2 separate regions of the Sus scrofa genome follow, and region 2 is linked to region 1. Evidence: chromatin contacts called from public HiChIP or PLAC-seq data. All regions are on one chromosome and are shown on one strand. The core of a region is the stretch at or near the end of the contact, and the rest is flanking DNA. Distances in the headings are between cores, read along the strand shown. Region 1 holds the start of NAB1 (NGFI-A-binding protein 1). Region 2 holds the start of NABP1 (nucleic acid binding protein 1).

Evidence for each region. HiChIP or PLAC-seq counts read pairs in DNA pulled down with a chosen protein or histone mark.
Region 2: a contact with region 1 is called in an H3K27ac HiChIP or PLAC-seq map of alveolar macrophages. The contact joins the promoter of NABP1 here to the promoter of NAB1 in region 1. A contact is called at or near these places in 1 of 5 promoter capture datasets (fetal liver), 1 of 47 Hi-C or Micro-C datasets (liver) and 1 of 2 datasets of contacts at active chromatin or transcription factors (alveolar macrophages).

The regions. Positions count from the first base shown.
Region 1 is chr15:95,246,103-95,252,710 of Sscrofa11.1, reverse strand. It overlaps NAB1 (NGFI-A-binding protein 1), which reads right to left and starts at 3,962. Exons shown (of 8, transcript XM_021076058.1): 1 at 3,672-3,962. The region is part of intron 3 of NEMP2 (nuclear envelope integral membrane protein 2); the gene reads left to right.
Region 2 is chr15:96,311,339-96,317,946 of Sscrofa11.1, reverse strand. NABP1 (nucleic acid binding protein 1) reads right to left here and starts at 4,063. Exons shown (of 6, transcript NM_001244491.1): 1 at 3,476-4,063; 2 at 3,038-3,176; 3 at 110-181. The coding sequence starts at 3,566. It overlaps LOC100516649 (a long non-coding RNA gene), which reads left to right and starts at 4,198. Exons shown (of 4, transcript XR_002339369.1): 1 at 4,198-4,558; 2 at 5,765-5,861.

The DNA of each region.
Region 1 (6,608 bases), core at 2,713-5,212:
GAAGGGTGCAAAGGGTACACACAGGTTGAAACTAAAAACATTTATAAAAAGTCAGAATTTGGCTTAGGGAAGGATGAGCCTTAAGCCTAGCAAGTGAATTGTTCTCATTTTTGTCCTAGTCCCAGAATTCAAGCTAGAATGATTAAATGTAGAAAGCATGGGTTATTTAAGATGGCCCAGGTATTAACTCCTGTGCATGTATTTTAGTACCAAATGATTTAACTAAGCATATTTATTAATAATCATTCAGGGATATACCTTAAGTCAAGATATTTTGGATCTTATTATTGTAATAGCCATGAATTAAACATATAGCTTCTAATGAAATAATGGTAATTTAGTTAACTTAAAATGTTCTCTCCTACTAATTTTTTTCTGAATTCTGAATGAAGCTGGAAAAAAATTCTTATAAACCTCACAAAACGTTATTACAGTACTCAATGTATAAATTTAAATTTATCAGAATTAGAAAAAAAAGAAATCAGATTAATTAATTTATTTTTTGGCCACACCTGGGGCATGTGGAAGTTTCCAGACCAGGGGTCAAACTAGCAACCTGAGCCTCTGCAGTGAGAATACCAGATCCCTGACCCACTAAGCCACAAGGAAACTCCTTATTTTGCAATTACACGATCACTGTGCATTAACTTAATTGTGATACCAACATAAAAACAGTAGTATTTCATATAATATGGCTGGAAATTCATCAATTGCCTAACAATCAAGTTTTTCAACAAACATTAAGTGCCATCTGAACATGTAGTATGCATGAAGTACATATAAATTTTATATTTTTTCCAGAAATTTTTCTTTAAAAATCATTAAATTAACATATTGTGCAAATTAAGGTGCAACCCCCTAAATACAATGTATTGAGAAATGACAAACTATTTGAAATCTTAATGGTATGTTTTAGCTGTGAGAATTCTGATGAGGATTACTATTTTTCCCAACATCAACTTCTCTAATTTCCCACTTGTTCCATTGTTAAGTTTAAGGGAGTATATTTTACTATTGTACTAGTTATTGAACATGTCAGATCAAAAAGGAAATCTGCATTTAATATAACAACTGCACTATTCTTCATTCTACTAAAAAGAATGAAAAAAGCGGTTAAAATAAAACTAAATCCAAAGCAGAGTCTAGAAACCTTATATTCTGCTTAAGTTGGCATTATTTATTACTTATTTTTAATAAACACCACATGAAATATGCATAATAAGATAATTATACATAAGCAGGATCTTAACCTGTTTAAAACATATTATACAATGGTTATTTCCATGAAAGTAACACAAAATATAGCATGCTCCTGCGGTATCCAAAATACAGCTTTACATTTAAATGTAAATTGTACATATTTTTTATTTCCAATAATGCACATAAATAGCACCAACAAAAACAACTAGACTTATTAAATGGATTAGATGAAACCCAAGTCTTAGGACAGAGTCTAGGTCAACAGACACAAAAACCTGACATACTCTGTTCCATGAAACCATCTTTTACTCTAAATTTTTCAAAGGTCTCCCCCACTTTGTCATACATTATAATTACTTCTTTCAAGGCATCCATGGCACAAACAGCTAAAATCCTTAATAATAAATCAGTATGTTCTTAAAGTGTGATCAAAAGAAAATATCTAATGCTTTAACTGATTCTCTAAATAACAATAAGAAGAATGAAAATCTATTAACTTTTCTACAGGGCAATGGATGTTATTTACTAGTCAACAACAAAAAAATAATTAGTTTAGCTGAGACTATTCAATTTTAATAATTCTTGAATAAGATGTAGTCACTAGACATTAAATCATTTATTAGATATATAAGCTCACTAAATTTCCTTGTATCACCTATTCCTAAGGATTTCTGTCATCTTCATTACATTCACAATTAGCAGGCAGAATGAAATAAAATAAAAATCTACAATGCCTCAATGTTTTTATTATTACTGATTTATTCTCATATAACAGGAAATCACCAGAGCCACAGAAAACGAAATTTTTCTTATATCAGGTTTGGCATATTAACTTTTGTGCAAGATGCTAAAAATAATAAAATTAAAACAAGAAAACTTCCAATGGTTCCTTGACATTTTCTCTCAAAACTTGATTTTCCAACAATACTCAAATAGGAATAAAGAAGGCTGACCTTGTCAGATATGTATAAACTCTCAAGAGAACACTTACATGCAAGATAATACCTATAAGGACAGCATAATTTAAAAAACTTAATGAAAGGCAACATTAAATGTTTCAAATACCCGAAATGGAAGGGGAAAAGATACCCCTGAATCTAAGAACCACTTTTAGTGGCACACAGATTAGACTACAAACAACTTTTTAGGTCTTTGAGAAAATACCGGTCTCCACCCAAAACAGAGAAAGTAAATCCTATGCATTCTCTCTTCCAATATTTCTTCTTAAAACCCACAGATATTATGACATGTCAAAATTTGGTATGTTTTACAGGGGTAATTTTTCACAGAAGTGAAAATCTAAGAAGGCATTTCAGTGTGTGCACACACTTGTCTAACAAAACAGCCTAGCATTTCCTACGTGACTAATCTTTTTAAAATTCAGTTCCTCTGTTCCTATGCAATCTAATATTATCTATTAAAACTGCCAAAATATTTTTAAACTCCGTCTGAGAATTTCCCTCTCAGCTTCTGATCTTTGCACTCCTTTAAGCTTGCAGACATGTTACTGACAAACCAACTGGTAGTGACAGGTTATTCCGAATCAAGATGAAATTTTAAATTGACAGCTACCCCCAATTTTGCCATGCCTTCCGGATCCTCCCGGAATGAGGAATAAGTATATGCAAGTCAAAGATTCCTACTGGTCACATGCTGCAAAACTTGATCTGCGGAACCTATTCATATTCCAATTCAATTATCTTTTCCCTCAAGATCTTAACATTTAGGCTCACTAGAAGTCTCGTTTCCTATCTTAAGCCTTGTGAACCCTGAGGCTGCAGCCCATAAGCATTTGACTGCACTTTCTCCAGGAATAAAGTCACACACCTCTGCATCCAAGGCTTGTATGTCCCACATGTGTTTGCAAATTCCACACTCGGCCTTAGCGAGCACAATGAGTCTCTCGCTTCCATTGCACCTCGGTGCCAAGTTTCTGTAAGCCACTTCCAAGCAAAACTCTCCTTCCGCTTTAAAAAAAAAAAAAAAAACTACATTCCGAAGGAGAAGATCCCCAGAACGAAAAATAAGACTGTAGAGCAACACTTTTATAAAGTAAACAAACCAACAAAAAGATTCTGCCCCTGGCTGCAAAACTCTGGGGTGGGCGCGCGCACCACCACGCACAACACACTACGCAACCCCACCACTGCTCCGCGCCACGCGCGACGGCCCAGCCGAGTCAGGAGAATGGACGATGCGCCCCCGGCTTTCAAGCAGGAGAACGTACTAGTCGGGCCACTGCCTTGCTAGCCTTCTTCCCGCTGCCCCTGCGCACCGAATTTCTCCGGGAATCACCCACAGGAGCCCGATGCTGCCGACTCCTTCCGGCGGCAGCCGCTCAGGGCCCGCCGCCCTGGATGCCCGCCCCCCAAGTGCTGGCGCGGCCCGAAGACTCCATCGCCCCAAGTTCGCCCGCGGCCGCACGAGCGCGAACGCTTCACGCAGTAGGCGGACAGCGAGTTGGTACGTACTCGGCCAGCGGCTGCAGCGGTCTTGGCGCGCTCTCCCCCAAGGACGCCTCAGCCCTAACTCCGAAGTGACGGCCCCCGGTTCTCTCTCCTCAGTCGGCAGCGGCGGCCGGGACGCCCCCGCTCCCATCGAGGGGGGAAGGGAAGGTGGTGGGCGCGCTCTCCCTGCTCCCCCCCACCGCCAGCTCGGGCCCGCCGCTCCTTCCCGCCCGCCAGCCCCGACGGCACTCGCTCGGCCGCGGTGGTGGCGGCGGCTCCTCCCGGCTCGGGCGCGCGGGCGGCGGCGGCGGCGGCGGCGCCTCCCCCACCACGTCCTCCCCCTTCCCCTCCCCGCGCTGCACCCACCCCCTCCCCCGCCCGCCTCCGCCACCTCCACCCCCCGCGCGCTGTCACATTGGGAGATTCCGCTCTTGCTACATTCGCCGCTCCGACTCCCGCCCACGCGCGGCCGAGTGACGCAGATCCCGGCGTGGGCCGCCGCAGGGCGGGGGCGGGGGCGGCGGCCGCCGGGCCGGGCTCGGCCTCTTCCCGCCGCCCCCTCCGCGGAATCCGGAGGGCGGCCCATTCGCACGGCAGCTGGGAGGAACCAAGTGGGCGCCCGGGAGGGGGCGGCTCCCGCGAGTCCTGCTTCGGGCTGGGGGAGGGGGCGGGAAGGAGGAAAACGGGGGTGGCGGGCGGGAGGGAGGAGACGCCGCCTCGGGCCTGCTCTCCAGCTGCCGAGCGAAATGGGAAGGTTTGCAATTAAAAAAGAATTTTTTTTTTTTTTAAAGTGTGAGGTTCCCAATATAGTATTTCAAAGAGCACGCCCAGCCAAATCCATATCTCCGGGGAGGCTGACTTTAAAAAAAAACATAGCACGCTCAGCCCACTAATCTGGGCGCCGGGCTCGCCCCAGCCCACTCCGGCTAAAGGTTGATGGGCCAGGTGCGCCCCTTGCCCAGCCGGCCCTGGCGTCCTGCCGGAAGTTGGCCGCGACCGCACAGAGGGGGGAACGGCAGGTGCGCGACGCTGGGAAAAAAAACTGGCAGTTCTAGAGAATCTCTGCCCGCCCTTCTTGCCCCCTCCCCACCCCCACCACCGGCCTGGCAAAAGGAGGAGGGGAGAAATGGGAACCGACAAACCCGAAGTGCAGCTTTGACAACTGTCTTGCTTGCTGGGTGACTTAATGCCAGCCTTCTCAACCCTCCTGAAAACCTGCCAGTTATTTTACTGGTTAATATTTTCTATTTCCATGGTGTAAAAATCCGACGGCTCTGAAACAGTCCTGGGGTGTGTTAAAATAGATTTCCCCAGGCAGCTATAGAATTTTGGGGTTTGGTTTGCATGAACTTTTTAAAACCAAAGTAAGTATTACACATTTCCAAAAATGTACTTAAACTGTTGCCAAAAAATGTGGAAATTTGTTTTAGAGACTATTTTTCCTTTGCAAAAACGAGTAAAGGAAAGAATTCCTCGAATTTTAGCATTGTATTCTTGAAGGCTAGAGAATATTTAGTAAATATAAAATTACTGCAAATACAGGTAAAATTCCGTTTTAATATCTATATAAAAATCCAGTTTTATAAAAGGCCATTCCCACATCCTGGCTGGCCTCCCAGAGTGTGCCTACTTTCCTGATGGGGGATACAAGGCATTCTTTGAAATGGGAAATTCTTCATACCACATCTTTATGTTGCAGCAATGGACTGGATGATAGCATTGAAAGAAAAAGACCTTGTAAAAATACTGAACCTTTCTTTTATTTTTTGAAAAACACGTTATAGGAATGAGTAATGCCACAGTGGAGTGCGTATAATTAAACCCGTTTCTTCCATATTAGTGAAAAGGTCTGTCTGGGATAGTTGTATTGATATTGCATGTGAATAAGCGTGCTCATATGAATTTTTCTTCAGCTGAAGAATCTCTCCTAGAAGTGTGTCTTAGCCTAATTGTCTCAATTTTGCAATTGTGGACCCTGTTCTACTAAAAAGAAAGTTAACTTAGGTTGTTATAAAATAAAAACACCTTCTTGGGAAGATAAAGGTTAGCAAATGTTCAAGTGAACAAAAGAAATCTGCAAAATTCTTTTTTCCAGTTCCTCTCTGGAATCCTGATGTTTTACAAACATTTTTGGTTCTGAACAGCTAGAGAAAACTACTTTTCTTCCATGAAGATGTACAGTCAGTGATTCACAAGTCATGAAATGAGTAGTCTTATCTGGACTGTTGAGTCTCCCAAGTAGAATTGTTTCCAGAGTTGGAAGAAATGACATTAAATTCTCTTCCCAAACTTGTGTACCTCTGGCCAGCACTGAACATGATGCTGAAAAGAAAATGTGTTAGGGCAGATACTTTTTCTTCTGACTTGTAACTGGTTATTTCCACAGTTAAATATTGAAATTTCTCCTTATTTGTTTTCTGAGCACATTTAGATAGTATATTCTTCCTGCATTAAGAATGGCATTTCTGGCCCACTTTGCATTGCTTTAAACACCCTTGTTGCCAGAGGAAAGGGTGGGAGGAAGGAAAATGAATGAAAGATAAAATTTTAAGCTTTTTAACATCCAGTTCTATATGTCTGTATGACAACACTATAGATAATATGGCTGCTCAAAAAGAGAATTGAGACATTGACCTATATATGAGACAACTTGAATAAAGAAGCATTGATTCTTATTTACTTCCTTACCAGTTACTGTCATCACCAATGCCACCCTTAAACACTCCCTCCCATATAATACACACACACAGTTTCTCCCATTCCTAGACCCTGGTGGTTTGTTAAGGAAAAACATTCCATCCTGTAAGATAACAATTATGGTTTCTGATTATTCTATAATACTTTCCATCCCATAAGTATGTCTTACACTTTCTTGAAATCAGTAAATGTATGTTTAAGAGGATCTTTAAAAAATTATTACAAATACTTTGATGATTAGCATATTTGCAAAAAGGCAATTTT
Region 2 (6,608 bases), core at 2,814-5,313, 1.1 Mb before region 1:
TATCAGTCAAAAAAAGCCAAGGAAGAGGTTTATAATTTATACCTACCAGTTACTCTGTAGATATTATTTGTAATTTTTTCAATTATATGAAATGCATCTTAATACTTACTCCCCAATTTTTTGAAGTTCTCCACCCCTTCCAGTATAAAGTGTCAGACATCCTTTCCACATGGATGCATACCTAGAAAGAAAAGAAATGTGAGTTCTATAGAAATATGTATATTTCCTCCTACTTAAATCAAATAAATCTTTAAACCGCATTTTTTGCATTGGGGTGCAGGTGAGGAATCGAACCCTGTTTCTATCATAGTAAATCAAACACAATTAAGCTAATTTTGACTGATTTGTTATTTACTGAGGAATAACATGAAGAAAATGCTACCTCCAAATTTTGACATAATTATCTAAATAATAATTAACCCTAGAAAATATGTCTTTTTTGCAAAGCTGTTATTCTCCAAAGATCACAACTTTAGTAAATTAACATAGGGAGAACTTGCAAATTGCAGAGATTCAAGCCACAATTACTTTTCAATCACAGGACATATAAAATCAATACCCTAGTGTTTACTTTTACAATGATTTACTTGGTCTATAAGATATTGATAAAATAATTTTTCCTTTGCCTCCATAAAACACAAAGGCTATTATGTGTCATTCCTAAGCTACCGAAAATTTAGTAAAATTTAATCAAGGGGCTAAAAAAAACTAAGATCACAAATCTTTCACCTATATGTTTTTCCAAATTTGCAATTTTTAGCACCAACTTGGCTTAACGATTATTTACACTAAACAATTCTGAATGTAGACAGCCTCATTAGATAACATAATCCTATACACAAATCTGAGAAAAATGTAAAATAATGAGTATTATAAAATAAGTCCAACGGGTGGTTTTTGGTGGTTCTTTGTACAACTGCTATGGTGACTGCATGATTTAGAATCATAAATTATAACTAAATATTATTTAACTATGTATAGTGATATTTCATCTTTTAACATAGGTTAATAAAAATTTACTAGTTTCACAATACATAGTTCTCTTCAATTAGAATTATTTACTAGGAGTTCCCATCATGGCGCAGTGGTTAACGAATCCGACTAGGAACCATGAGGTTGCGGGTTCGATCCCTGGCCTTGCTCAGTGGGTTAAGGATCCGGCATTGCCATGAGCTGTGGTGTAGGTTGCAGACTTGGCTCGGATCCCACATTGCTGTCTGTGGCTGTGGTGTAGGCCGGTGGCTACAGCTCTGATTAGACCCCTCACCTGGGAACCTCCATAAGCCGCGGGAGCAGCGCCAGAAAAAGGCAAAAAGACAAAAAAAAAAAAAGAATTATTCACTAAAGTCTCCATTCACCATGTTCAAGTTACACAAAAACTGACTTACGAGACAGTGCATGAATATTCCCCCTTACTAAAGTAAAAATACCTATTCTGAGAGAAAATTTGAAGTTACTAGACCTAAAACATTTAACTTTCACTTAGTTCAGGTATGAAATAAATGTTTGCAATATTCAAATTACCATTATTGAGAGGTATGCCTTTCTTCAAAAGCTACTTTTCTTGGATTCAACCAGAAATTAAGGGCCTTCCAAGGGGTCAGACTATGCTGGATGTGTTACTTTAGTAAGTAAGGCATAATTATCCCCATTTTACAGAGAAGGAAGGTCAAAAAGTTTAATAACTTCCAGATCACACCGACTTCTAACCGAAGTTAGAAAATAGTTTCTTTGGTTTTGAATTTCCCTTTGAATTATACGCCTTGGTCACTATGCTCCTTAAAAATCCTACAGACCAGCTATGGCTACTGAACTTAGTTCTTCCATTTTTTTTTTGATGAACATGTCTATGTATCTTCCATGACTACAAAATTTGAAATAACTGAAATAAGATGCTGTTTACAGTGCATAAAATAAATTTTAATGCAATGGATGAGATACTCTGGCTGCCAAAAATCTTTAATTATGCTATTTCTCACATACCCTCCCAGGTAGGAATTCTCTTTTGTGCAAGTTAAAGATGTGGTTTAAAAAACACTACTGGTGTCATAGTGAGTCAGTGTACAGGAATAAATGTTTAGGTCCTGACTCTCACTTCCTTCTTTGATAATACTCTGCCTCACTTCCTGAAGATGTGGTAAGACCTGTAAGATAATATCAAAGGGCTCTACGTTCCTACTTTCAGGGTGATCCAACACTTTGAGATGCTATCTACTAGGCCAACATCAATCTCCACTCACTTTTCCTATAACTATGAGCAATAAATTATTATAATTCTATTAACCACAAAGCTTCCAAAATCTGCTTTTAAGATCCCTTTCTCATATTTTAATCTTCCTAAGAAAAAGACTGGATAAATTTTTAAAAGGTTGCACTAAACTATTTTTAAAAGCCAATCTGCCCACTAACTCTTTTGGATAGAAGTATCATTGACATCTTTCTGCCAAACATTTTCTGCATATCATTTTGGTTTTTGTACAACATTGCCCTTACAGCAGTAGTCATAAGAAATCATTTTCCAGAATGTGCCTTACAGATACTGTAAACCTCTCCTCTTTCACATCCATGTACAAATTCGATACACCACAAAACTGCTAAATTCTCCAACTACAACCTCAATTTACATCCACACTGTCTAAATGAGTACAAATAAAATACTGGCAAGACATCAAGTCATTAAAAGGGAAAAAAGGTTGGAAAAAACTAAGTGACAGCTGTATTAACTTGATTTTTAACAATCTATTAAAAAGACTCAATAATCCCTGAACAGTATTTAAAAATCTGTAAACTGAGGGTGGGGTTGTTTAGATTCTCAGTTGAAATTGCTTTTAAAGGCTTAGGTGTTACAAACCAATGCTGTCCACCAACTGAGGTTAACATCGAAGGGGGCTCAAAACTTCTCGGAGTGGCCCCGAGGAAAAACAACACGAAACTTTAGAACTTGCCACGGTCCTGGGCGTCAGTCAATTTCGATTTCCCAGACTTCTACTTAGGAGACACTCTCAACCCCTTCCCCAACCCCTTTATGAACACCTACCCTCTGGTCAACCGAATAATATCCCCCGGCTGAATGAGACCTCCGATTTCATCCCACACGGAAATAGTGATGCTGCCCGTTTTATCTGCTACTTTGCATGATCTCACTTCATGGCCGTCTTTGGTTTTGGTCACGCGTCCTGTGGGGATTTAAAAAATCAAAAGGGGGAGGGGTGTATTAGAAAATGAGTACTTCCAAAAAGCTAACTCCTCCTCCGGGATCAAAAGGCGTCTGAAAGGTGGGAAGAGATCGAGCCCCGGGTTCTCGCCCGCAGGTAGGCTACAGCCCCAGCAGGGGCCAACGGAGCCACGTGGATGGGGGAGGGGAGAGAGAAGGTAGGGAAGGGGGAGGGGAGCCCCCGGCTAGCGGCGGCAGCGCCCTTCCCTCTGGCCCCGGGACGCACTGCGGGCGGCGGTGTGGGCTGTGGACCCCACTTACCTATCTCCAAGACAATAAAGACGACATTTAAGTTTTTCAGTCCGGGCTTAATATCTTTTATAAAAAGAGGGGGGTCGTTGACCCCGTTCATAATGAGGCAGGTGCGGCTACGATGCGGAGACTCGAGTGGGCAGGGAGCCGGACAAAGCTTCCCACCACCCCCCTGGGCCAGGTGCGAGGGCGGAGGGGCGACCTTGGGCGAGGATGGCAAGAGAAGGGGCAGAAAGAGGTTAGTCAGGGACGGAGGAAACCAGCTCAGAAGACACTGAGCCGAAAAAAACTGGGGGAAAAAAGCGCTGACAAGTTTAAAAGAAAAAAACACGAACCACTCCGCACCCCGACCCCGCTCCCAACCAGGCGACAGGAAGGCAAGCGTGAGAACTGCCCCTTCTTTGGATAAAAGGAAGAAAAAAAGGCAGCGAGAAGATGCCTCTGCCCTGAGTCCTCTCACACACACACACACACATACACACACACACACAGGGGCGCGTGCCCAGCCTGTCCCGAGCTCCAGGGAGGGAACAGGCTTTGACTGCGAAGCCAGAGCAGAGACCAAGCTTCCGCGCACCCAGCGTCCCAAACAGCGACTGCAGAATGCGCCCGCGCACCGGCTGGACCCCCGCGTCGCCCCGCCCCCTTGTTACGACACACGGCGTCGGGCACGCCCGACGCTCCGCCCTCTAGGCTCTGGAAAGGGGCAGCCAAGGGGCGGAAACAAGCAGACGACGCCCGCTCAGCCTCCTTAGCTCCTCCCCTGGGCTGTCAGTGCGGACCCCGCCCTCTCAGCCGTCCAATCGGCTCTGAACTCCGACCCATTCTCCTCCTGCTTCCGCCGTCGCCGCGCGGCGTCTATTTTGCCCTGCCTAGTCTTCCTTTTTCAGGCTTCTACTACTCACTGTCCAGTTTCTGGTTTTCTTGCATATTGTCCCTCAGATTTCAGTCCTTCGCCCCTGCTTTTTAGTTTCGCGGTCAAGGAGAACGGTTGCTGTGTTTTAGAACGCAGTGGGTACGTCAAAAAGTATGCAGGAGAGGAAGAACAAGGTTCAAGCAAGTGTGGCTGGTCTGGTTGAAAGAAAATAAAAGGTAGGGATGGGTCCTTAGCAGCGAGGCTGGAATTTTAAGACCAGAGGGCAAAAGAGTTCCACTCTACTGCCTCATTTTAAGCTTATTGAGAGCAGGAACTGTGAGGTGGCTTGCTGAAGGTCACTCAGCAACTTTATGAGCAAGCAGGACACAAACACAAGTGACCTAGCCTTGGTGCTTTTCACTCTGTAATACTAGGCAGATAAACAAGAAGTTAAATTCCTTTGCAAACTTAACTATTTTTTCTTGCTCCTCTCAGATTACACTCCCCATTTTGCTTTTCTTCTCTACGTTCATTTTATTAATAGTCTGTTTTTAGAGCAGTTTTATGTCTACAGCAAAACTAAGAGAGGAAGGTACAGAAATTTCCCATATGCTCTCTATCCCCACACATGCGTGACCTCTTCCCATTATCAATGTCTCCCCCAGAGTGGTATGTTTGTTACAGTTGATGAACAACATTAACATATTATTATGCAAAATCCTTAGTTTACCTTAGGGTTTGTTCTTGGTATTGTACATTTTATGGTTTTGGACAAATGTATAATGATACGTATGCAAAATTAATAGTATTATACAGAGTAGTTTCATTGCCCTAAAAATCTTGTGCGCCACCTATTCATCCTTCCCTTACCCCTCATCCTTGGCAACCACTAATATTTTTAGGCTTCATTTTCCAGTATGTCACATAGTTGAAATCATACAGTATGTAGCCTTTCATAATGGCTTTTTTCACTTAGAAATGTGCATTTACATTTCCTCCCTGTTTTTTTCATGAGCTATCAAGTTTTGTATTTGTTTTTGTACATCCGAAACAATCATATAACAACAGTGGGAAACCCTGAAACATAAGCTGAGGTGGGGGAAAGTTTTATTTATGTGGTGTAGTGAGAAACGCATGTAGTTTAGAAACAAACCTGGGCTTGAACTATTTACTAGCTATGTGACCTTTAGGACAGTTGATTACATTTTCTAGTCATAATTTAATCATACAAAAATAAAAGGATTCCTACCTTACTTACAGAGGATTACATGGGCTCATAAATTGTCCAGCTAGTCCCTAGCAAATAGTAGGTACTCAATAAATATTTCCCCTCGCCTAGTTTCTATGATTAAAGAAAAGGAAACAATAATAGCTTAAGATGTGATTACTTATTCATTTCATCAATCCTGTTGTGACTGCTAACTTTTATCTCCATTTTACAGACGGTAAATAAAATTCACCAGAGACCACATAGCCAGAGAAGGACAAGCTGGGTTTTGAATCTAGGCAATCTTGACCCCAGAGCCCTCCAGCCTAAAGGTAACTCTTAGACTAAAATTGCAGTGGTGGAATTATGAGTCAAAAACAGACTAAAGAAATAAAGTATTAGCAGCAAGATATATCCGTAAGGCTTTAGAGAATCACCTAATTAACTCTCTGAGATGGTAACAGATATGTTGAGAAGTGTATCAGAGAATTTGTGTGGCAGAAAACTTAATTTTTCCTTGAAGCTTTCTGAATATTTTTAGTTCAACCAGACCAATTCCCAAACATCTGCAAAGCAGCAGCTTAGATACATTACAGCACAAGAAATGAGTTTCAAAGATAATTACAACATTAGCAGGAGAAGCAAGACATTCTTGAAGAAGCAGAACCTTGCAATTCATGGACAAATAAGGTCCAGAGTGCCAGAGATATTGATGTAATGCTAGAAAATGGTGTAAAATAATATTACAAGTATGATTTCAGCATAAAATAAAATAAAGGATGAAACATGTCAGTTAATGGCAGAACCAATGCAGTCTCAGGGCTCCCAAAGGCTCCCAATATGCATCAGAAGCTCTCATTCTATCATGATTATCTGATGTGACTTGAGGCTTCAACTGGATTTCCCTCAAGCTATATTCTTCAACACAGACAAAAAAACATTCTCACAGAAGCAGTACTTAAATCAGACTCTCTCTTTTTTTTTTTTTTGAGATTTTAGAAAATCTTTAAAATATTACCAATTAATTAACAACATTCAGCAGAATTGTGGCCAAGAGTTTGGGCAAAGAAAGTTAGTCA